Linked DNA regions of Columba livia: region 1 is linked to region 2. A link is a contact called in public Hi-C data. All regions are on one chromosome and are shown on one strand. Each heading gives the region's core, a stretch centred on a gene start, on an enhancer-like site or on the middle of the called end of the contact. The rest is flanking DNA. Distances are from core to core; before and after follow the strand shown.

Region 1 (4,665 bases), core at 972-3,471, 140 kb after region 2:
GTTTTTTTTTAATTAAAACCAAAATGAGATGTAGTTGTCACCATGACAACAACAGCAATGTGTAACACTCGGGAAGAGTCATAACAAAGCACTGGAGGTGTTGGGGACCACATTGGGGGTTGCTCATTTCCGAGAAAGCCCAAGAATTGTGCAGCAAACACTCAAAGGGATGGGGTAAATCAAGCAGAAAGTTTCATTTCTGCAGCACTAGCTTCCCAAAAAAGTTTCATAAAAACCCAGGTAACGCAAAATGCATCCCTTCTGGTGGGTTCTGCTCCCTGGGACAGCCAGAGCAGCGCCGGGATGCAGCAGGATGATCCCAAATGGGAGCAGGGGAAGGGAAGGCACCGGGGAAGCCCTGCTGGCACATGGCCAGCTCGTCCTGGCCTCCAGCGAGACTTGTTTGCCATGAGCGCCCTCTGTCTGTCTGGTGCCGGACAGACAGCTGCTGGACAGACATCCACCAGACAGGACCTTGCTGTGCCTCGCCACTGTCACGGTAGCTGGGCATCTCCCCAGCGGTGGGTGTGCTCACTGGGGTCCTGTGGGTCTGGCCCTGTAGCGAGGCCAGATCCACCCCTGGGAAGGGGCTGGAGAGGGGAGGAAGGTGTCTTGCCTCCTCAGCCCACTTCTCCTAAAGGATTTAGGGTAACATGGTGCCTGGCAGCATCGTGAGGCTATTCTGGCATCAGCGACTGGTGGGGTGCAGGTAAGCAGGGTGAGCACCGCACCTGTCCCAGGTGCCCTCATGCTCGGTCCAGCAACACCCACCGCCCTGCACAGTCACCCTGCCCGCACCCACCCTCCCACAGCCCTTGTCCCCTGCAGCCCTCCCGGGGAGGTGCTGTCAGTCCCCATCGCACACATGGAGGTCCCTGGGCCCGAGGGACCTCCGTGGGCACGTGGAGTACGCCTGTGTGTGTTTCCAAGTAGCACTTCTGCTCAGGGGATGCACCCCCTGTACCCCACCCCCAAATGCAGGCATTGGTCTGCGTGGTCAGAGCACACACTGTCCCACTGGCCTGCACCCCAAGCTGCTGCATGGGCCAGCCGCTCTGTGGGGTTCAGCTCCTTCCTTGGCCAAAACTAAGCAGTTCACGTGTGGAAATAGATGCTGAGGGTAACGCAAATGTGGTCCTTGCTGCTGTGCGAGAGGTTTATTGGGCTGATATCCTCTCCCCAGAGCTGTCCCCCAGAAAAGACCTTTGCACTGCTTACAGCAGAATGTCCCCCCCAGCCAGGCCTACATGAGGAACCTGGAGAGGTCCTCTTTGATTTCAGCCTCATCCCACGGCCCATGGATGTTGTCCTTGAGCAGCTGAAGGCGGATGAGGCAGTAAGGGCACAGGCAGGAGATGGCGAGCAGCAGCAATGTGAAGAGCACGGCACCCACGCTGGAGACGGTGGCCAGCCCCACCAGCGCCACCAGTGTGAAGAGCAGAGTCACCCCCACATAGCATTGGGGTGTCTGGGCTTTCAGCTTCTTCTGCAGCATGGGCCAAAGAGCAAAGATCTGCATGGCAAAAGTGACCATGACGAAGGCGTGGAGGGAGCGAGGCAGGCGGGAGGCCAGGCACACTGAGGCAAAAATGGCCATGTTGAGGGACAGCGTGCTGGAGACAATGGCTGCGTTGGCGCCATAGTCAAAGAAGATGAGGTGACCAAGGAGCATGAGGGATGACATGGCGTAGATGGTGTCTGTGCTGATGGACTCTGTCAGCGTCTTCAGCACCGGTGAGAAGCCGTAGGTGAAGGCGGTGAACACCAGCGTGCTCTTCAGGTCAGCCCACCGCGTCCGCCCACTCTCCCGCCGCCCGGCCCCCCCGTCCACGGCGTCGAAGAGGATGTAGCCAAGCAGGGAGGTGACCAGGGCCGCCCCGAAAAGCCCCTGCGGGCTCAGCATCCCGGCGTCCATGTACCACCAGGTGACGACGAAGATGCAGACGCTGCACAGCTGCTGCACCACCGCTCCCGACTGGAAGACAACGGCCCAGTACCGGTACCGCCGCGCGTGCACGTTCTTCCGCAGCTCTTCCAGGAACCGCTGGTCCACGTAGTTATCGGGGAAGGGCTGCCGCTCGTACAGCACCTTCTGCCACCGCCGCCCGAGGACCGGCTCCATCTCCCGGGCCGGGGGTTGCTCCGCCGCCGCACACGCACCCGCGGCCCCAGCGCCGCCGCCTCGGCCGGGCCCCGGTGCCGGCGCAAGGGACGCCGGGGCGCTCGGGGCTGCCACCTGCCGACGATCGGCCGCTGTTCACCCCGGAACCGGCGGATGGAGAGCGGGTTTGCGCTGCGGGGGGGTCTCGCAGCACCTCCGGGGGCCCTGCAGCGGGACGCGGGCGGGACGGAGCAGGCAGAAGCTGGTGGAAGCGAGGGGTTGAGGAGGGGCAGCAGTGCTAGGCACCGTCAGGCCTGCTAGGGCTGCCCCCTCCCCTGTCCCTGCAACCAGGCTGTTCCTCTTGGGCGGCTGAGGGCAGACCCCAGCTCCATGCCAGGGTCTGGCCAACCTGGGTGCCACAGCCCCTACCCTGCAGTCAGACTTGTGCACGGAGGTGCTGCTGGGGCTGCCTCGTTTCTCCCAAAAACGTCTGGGCTGGCAGCTGCAGGAGATACTGCCAGCCCCACAGGAAGGAGGGATGCTCCCGCTGTGGGATGCGGGTCCTGCCGTGGTCTGGGCAGCAGCTGTCCCCACACACCGTGGTGAAGGGTCCTCCTGGGGGACCCTCCTGCAGCCCCAATGTGCCACCCTTAAGTGGCCATCCAGAAGGGCACAGCAGGTCAGTGGGATTTGGTCTGTTCTTCTCTGTGCTTGGACATCCCTATGTGTGTCCAGCCTCGCTGCTTGGCAGGTGACACCAGCCTGTGTCACAAGCCCCTCTCCCTGTCCTGGCCCAGTGAGGCACCTGCTTTTCTGGTCAAATCAGGCTCCAGCACCCATGTCGAGGAATGTGGGTGCGATGCTGCAAGCACCGCTCACCTTTCAGGGATGAGGAGAGGGTTCACAGAGGCAAGAGATGTTTTCCCTTAGTGTGTGGGTTTTTGTGCTCAGGTCAGAGCCTTCCCAGCCGCAGAGAGGTGCTTGCTGCGGAGGAGCTGCTTACTTTGGCCTCACCCGAGAGGCCTCAGCCTGGGGCAGAGCAGCCCCGAACACTGCCCTGTTTGTGCTTCAGGAAGGGGCGTTTGTGGGTGTCCTGTCACAGTGGGAGCTGGCGAAAGAGTTGACAGTTGTTTCCCCACCCCAGCTCTCACATGTTTCCCTTCACATCAACAGGAACCAGCCAGTGCCTCCAAGCAGGACCTCACCTCCTCCAGATGTGTGCAGAGCAACAGGTCTCCTCCACACTGCTAGTGTGCCTTCAGGGGACCTTGGGCTGAGACACTTCATGGTGACATCTAAAAAGTGCCACCTCCCAGCTCCGTATCATAGCACTTGCTCTGCAGGGCAGGAATGGCTGGCCACCGTATGCAGGTGCCCCGCGCCAAGGGGCGAAGCTGGCAGCCTCCATGCCAGGATGGAGCTGGGCTCAGTTTTTGCTGCTCTACCTAAGAGTCCCCATCCCCACACTTTGCACAGGGCCATGCGTGTTCCTCCGCGCACACCAGCTGCTGCCCACAGGGACAGGGAGTGCTGCCAGCTCCCATGATTGCTGGCATTGCCTTGAAGCCCAGGGCCTGGGAACTTGAATTTGTATAATAAATGGAGTCATTCTCCCAAAGTCACAGAGTGAAGCTGGGGTGCACAAGAGAAATGCTCAGAGGGCAGCACTCCCCTCCTGCTCCCCTGAGAAGTGACATGGCCACGGCAGTGGAAGGACACCATGTCCCATGGGCAGGGCAGTGCTCCGCTCTCACTACAATTGTACATAACCGTGGTGCACAATGCTGCCTTGATGTGGTCACGTCCATATGGAAACCCCTGTGGGACGCCCATCCACTGAATGAGGGGATCACCATGGCGCTGGCTCTGCACACTCAGCAGTGCGGAGACCCACAGGGCCAGGCGCCCATTTGCTGCTTGGGAGACCCAAACAGGCTTCAGCATGAAGCAGCTGACACTGGGGTTGATGCTGTGTCCCAGCAGGAGAGGACAGCGTGAGCTCCGCGAACCTACTGCCCACGGTCCAAAGGGCAGCTCAGCCCTGTGCAGCTGGCCCAGACTTTGTCTGCAGGAGAATGACTCACCTGCTTGCACTACAGTCCCAGCAGGACCTGGCACGGGACTGGCCACGTCACCGTCCGTCCCTGCCAGTCAGAGGGGAACGTGTGCCATGGAGTCAACCTTCAGCCCTCCTGGGGCCACGTGGCCGGTGGGGCTCTCTTGGTGGGGATGAGCAGTAGCTAAGGTCGAGGATGCAAAAGCTCTTTGTGATTGTCTTAATTCCTGCACTAGATTCCATGGAACAATGCCTCCCTTACCTCACGATTAGGTGTCTCCAAGTGCCACCGGCCTCTGAAGAGGTTGTAGGGTGGCGAGTGCTGTGAGACCCTCTGCTGAAATGCAGAAATGAGGAGCTGGACCCCATGGCACTACAAATCCCATATAGGTGGAGGACCTGTTGGCTTGGATGTCCCCTCCTGTTTGCAAAGGGACGCCACTGTGGGTTTGTTTAGTTTCTGCTGTTCTCTGAATGCTTAAATAAGCTGCTAAAGCTGTTCGGAAGG
Region 2 (4,728 bases), core at 1,048-3,547:
GCAATGCTTGAAAGAGAAGTAAGGCTGATTTGTTTAGATCTGGTTCTGTGAGTTATCTGTTATATAGGTTTATATACCGTGCAGTGACCAACTATGAAGTTCTCCATATAAGACTCTGAGTACAGGACCATGTTTACTGTTGTGAGAGTGAAGTACAGCTATATGATTCTTACAAGTTTGCTGTGCAAATAATTGTGTGTGGAGTGCTGCAGCTGCCATTCATCTCTTCTCTAAGGTTTGATGCACTGCTGAAGAGGCTTTACTGCATTATATTGGTACTCTTTAGAGTTCTTGCAGTCATTTTCAAGTAGTAGGGCATGTTTCTATTTTTGTATTCTTACTCACAATTACACTTTGTTTTTTCAAGGGAAAGGAGCAAATTTAGTTCTGTTGAAGGCTGTTTTTGTTAGAGATGTTATTGCTCAGCTGTAAGCCTCTGAAACTGAAGATAGGCAATTCAGTAAAAAAAAAAAAAAAAAAGTCTTCCTTGCATGATTCTTTTTTTACCATCTTACATATTCTTTTATCTCCACAGAACAGGTTTATTTACTCCTGATATGGCATTTGAAGCCATTGTTAAAAAACAGATAGTCAAACTGAAAGGACCTTGCTTAAAAAGTGTGGATCTTGTGATGCAGGAGTTAATCAACACTGTCAAGAAGTGCACTAAAAAGGTAACTTGCAATTAGATCTGGTAACATAAGTAGAACATAAATATATAGTAGATAATACAAAACCTGTCTTGCATTTTACATTATTTATATTATTATAAGAGATTTCTGATCTAGTATGTACAGAGTAAGACACTCTAAAGGAACTGCAACTTTTGCAAAAGTCTAACCAGTGTAATGCTGAAAATGTTTGTTGGTTTTGATTCCTATGTTTTGAATATATATGCACCTCATGATTGGAGTTATGTTAAGAGTTGCTCCCAGTTTCCATGTTTTCATTAGTACTGGAAATGGAATATAGGCAGCAATTCTGCAGATACGTAAATCAGGAAAAAGTACTTGAAAGTTTTCTCTTGCAATGCTAATAAGAGGAAGAAACAGTGAAACCTTTATAGCGCAAAGGCCTCAAATGTGTTCAGAGACATCTATCTAAGAGAGAAAAATACTCTTTGTATATTGAAACTTTACTGGGTAGCACCGCAGTTCTTTGTGATGTAATGGGATCGCAACTTCTCCTGTGCTTTTTTCATGCACAACTCTGAAACTTCTGATCTCCAGCTGTCAGGAGGTGAGAAGTGGACATGTAGGAGTACTTCACCGCCCTTGTATTTGTATATCCTGACTCACCATCTTGAGAGGTGTTTAAAAGATGCATAGATGAGGCTCTCACAACATGGTTTAGAGGTGGACTTGACAGTATTCAGTTAATGGTTGGACTTGGTGATCCAACCAAAATGATACTGTGATCATTGCATTAGTGTTGACAAATGAGCTTTCTGCACAAAAATGTCGAACGTTTAATGGGAAAGAAGTCCTGAGTGTAGAATCTCCTGGTGTGAAAGCTGTATGCATCAATTAAGCTTTAACTCAAGATCCTGCAAATATAAAAATTAATACAGAGGTTCATAAAAACTAAATGTAGCATTATTATGAGTATTTGGGAATGGTTTTCCTGAAATGTGTGCTTTCCTACTGTGTTAGAGTGCAGAGTATGTTAATAGTAGCAAGTACAGGAGCAGTTCTGGGATGTGAGCAGAGGTATGCTGAAGTTGTTGAGAAATATCCTGTCACAAGCTTTGCATTTGTCTGAATAATGCAATTTTTTTTAGTATTATTTTTTTTTAAATACAAATGCGCAGGTAAAGGAGCTATTGTTTTAAAAACAGAAAGGGGTTACAGTGTTTTGACAAAGATCATCGAGAGGTGCATTCACTGCAATATTTTGAGCAGAGTTTTCAGGTTTTTTCACTTTTGTCAATGTTTGGAAGATACGTAACTTGAATTAGTTGTGCGAATTCTTTTCCCAGCGCTATTGGCAAAATTTAGTGCTGTGTTTTGCTGTTCACATTTTTAAGTATTGTTACTGAGATGTCAAGATGTTGCCACAAGGTGGAGCCTTCAAAGAACAAGAATCTTGGAAATTATTTAAAGCATCACTCTGCCATTAGGCACAGCAGAAGAGAGAGACACAGAGAAACCTCACCCCAAGGCTGATAAGCTCTGGTTCACATGTCAGAAGTGTCTTTCCTCCGTGTTCCACAGGGAACAAATCCAACAACACCACCACAGAAACAATCCAACGGTTAGGTCTCTCCAGCTTCTATGGAAAATGACCATTAAAAGCAAGTGACATTTGCTTTGTAGTGTAGTTTACTTTTAGCCCAAGCATTCATAATAATAGCTCTCCTCCAAAGGGGAAAGCTGGAGATTCCTTTATTTTCTACTGCAGTCACTCTATGGGTGTAAATTTCTATTTGCTTTACTTTTCAGTTGGCAACATATCCAAGGTTGTGTGAGGAAACAGAAAGAATTGTTGCCAGCTACATTCGTGAAAGAGAAGAGAAGACCAAGGATCAGGTGAGAATAAATAGGAGACCTAGCAGTCTGGAGAGATGTGTGGATGCAGAGGAGGAAAGTTCTTATGTACAAAGTATAGGAAGAAAATGAAAGATTTTGTTTACTATTATTATTATTTTATTATTTTTCAGCTGTCTGCACACTTTTAGAAGGGGAGAGAGAGAAATAATTGTTCTACCATTGAACTTTGACAAAGGAAACTGGAAGTGTTAGAGAAAATACTAATCTGGTCTCTCAAGATTAGGATTGGTGGCTTAAAGTAGCATTGCTCCTGTACCACAACAGCTGTTTGTGAAAAATGGATTCATTATTAAACTAACAACACACACACAGAAATACCCAACCTTTTTTCTACTTTGTTTCCAGGGTGTTTTTTTAACATACCAATCCCATGTCCTAATTACAGTGAGGCCCACAAGCAGTTGTACCAGGACTCTTGCAGGAGTGACAAGCTTTGTAGTGGATGTGTGAGCTCCAGCAAGCATTGGCTGCTGAAGTTCTGTGTTGCTAAACAATAGCATCAGCACGCGGGCTGAGCCATGCAACTTGGCCCTGTCTGTCTCTGAGCCTGTTAACAGACTTGCTGAGGTGTGTAGTGTAGAACCACTGGGACTGACCTGAGGGCTATTGTATGCTTTCAAAGGCAGTGTCTCAAATCTGAAAATTAATATAAAGTAATTTCTCCTTTGGATTCTAAAGTGAACAAGAAAAAGATTCCTCCTGTGGCTGTTCTTAGAAGGCAGGGACTGCTATAAAGTTAATAATTTTGGGTTGTGGTTTTTTAAACTTGGAATTTCAAGAGTTTGTTAACCAGCACCATTCCATGGATGTACTGCTTTTCTGACCCTTTCTTTCCCTGAAGTTAAAAAAAAAATAAATATCTTAAGAGAAACTTACTTAGAACATACATCAACCAGCTCAGCAGTCCAAATCCAGGAAACTTCAAAGCTTAGATTACATCTGAAAAAATCCACTGGAAGTGGAAACAGGAATTATTGTCTGGAGAGTGCAGAGTGTGACAACAGAAATATTTGGGGAAGGAGGGCTAGGCAGAACTCCTTAGTTCTAGACTCCTGGCTCTCTAGTCATGTCCCTGTGTGAGCTCGGGAGCTGTGCAGCGTGTCCTGTGCTGTGAATGTAGTCTTAAAAATAATTCTTAAAAAATTGTATTTTCTGGGCTTGTACTTGCAGAGTGTTCTAGTTAGCACACTCAGTTATTTCAAAATTTGGAAGAAGATACAAGTCACTTAAAATAATTGAGTCCTTTTTCTTATTATTCTATTCCTCATTATGTGCACATAGCTGGCAATTTCTCAGAACAAAGTACAAAATACCAGCTTTCTGTAAATGCCAAGAACTGTTCAAATAGGTTATTGTCACATATTCACATAATTATTTATGCTGTTAGCAGTTATCATGAATAAACGAAAACATTAGTGAGGATATTTACAGAGGTAAGAGCTAGACCCAAATCCTCACTATTTTTTTTCTCTGAGTGAGGCACTTAATATCTTCTGGAAATTGTGAAGAATTTGGCAGTGATGCTGTGTTTAAGGAGCTGTACAGTAATAACTCTGTATATTTTGAGGAGATTAAGTTCTACTATTTGGTAGCGATAGGTTTCTTCCTTGCTCCCTGCTAATGGAAGTCTGAGAAGATGGATGGAAAGTGCAGTGTCATGTGTGTTCAAGAAGCTGTTCAAGGGTGAACATGAGCTTTCTCTAGTGTCTTAGCAAATTCTTTGCCAAGTTACATTATCAAGTTTGAATCAAGTTCCATCTCTGGGCTATTGGAGGCCTGGCGAGTGCTAAGTACAGAGACCATTCATTCTGTTATTTCATTGACTAGCTTATCTTGCAAGCCAGATGTGTGCACCAGAATGGCTGGCTAGTACCCAGACTGTACATTTTTTGGGACAGGGCTTGCTTACCTATCATTTCTTTGTGGAGTGCCTAACAAAAATTTAGGTTCCCTGATTTTAGGTTTAAGGTTTGGGTTCCTTGCTGGCTTGGCTGGAATGCTACAAATAGACAGAACTTTGCTAAAATTGCAAAACGTAGAGCTAGAATGTTATTAAATGCTCTCTGGCTATGTATGATTGAAATTAATAAAGTGGACAAGGGCCAAGATAGTGGGAAAAATGAGATCTGTCAGGAAAAAAATAGGAAAAGGTAATGGCTCTTCTGTAGTGTAGCTTATT

The links. A called contact is a pair of places that touch in the nucleus more often than the background predicts.
Region 1: a Hi-C map of crop shows a contact between it and region 2, with 2.4 times the contacts expected there. The contact joins the promoter of PIGC here to the enhancer-like site in region 2. A contact is called at or near these places in 2 of 2 Hi-C or Micro-C datasets (crop and liver).

Annotation. Positions count from the first base shown.
Region 1 is chr8:16,036,235-16,040,899 of bColLiv1.pat.W.v2, forward strand. It overlaps PIGC (phosphatidylinositol glycan anchor biosynthesis class C), which reads right to left and starts at 2,222. Exons shown (of 1, transcript XM_005498843.3): 1 at 1,131-2,222. The coding sequence starts at 2,122. The coding sequence ends at 1,244. All of the region lies in intron 2 of LOC110362707 (a long non-coding RNA gene), which reads left to right.
Region 2 is chr8:15,893,669-15,898,396 of bColLiv1.pat.W.v2, forward strand. DNM3 (dynamin 3) reads left to right here. Exons shown (of 21, transcript XM_065072198.1): 10 at 536-674; 11 at 2,442-2,528. Among named protein-coding and RNA genes, the nearest start is that of DNM3, 42 kb to the left of the region's middle. Within about 2 kb of position 2,298, at least 2 of the 3 cell types and tissues checked have an H3K27ac peak away from gene starts, as active enhancers do.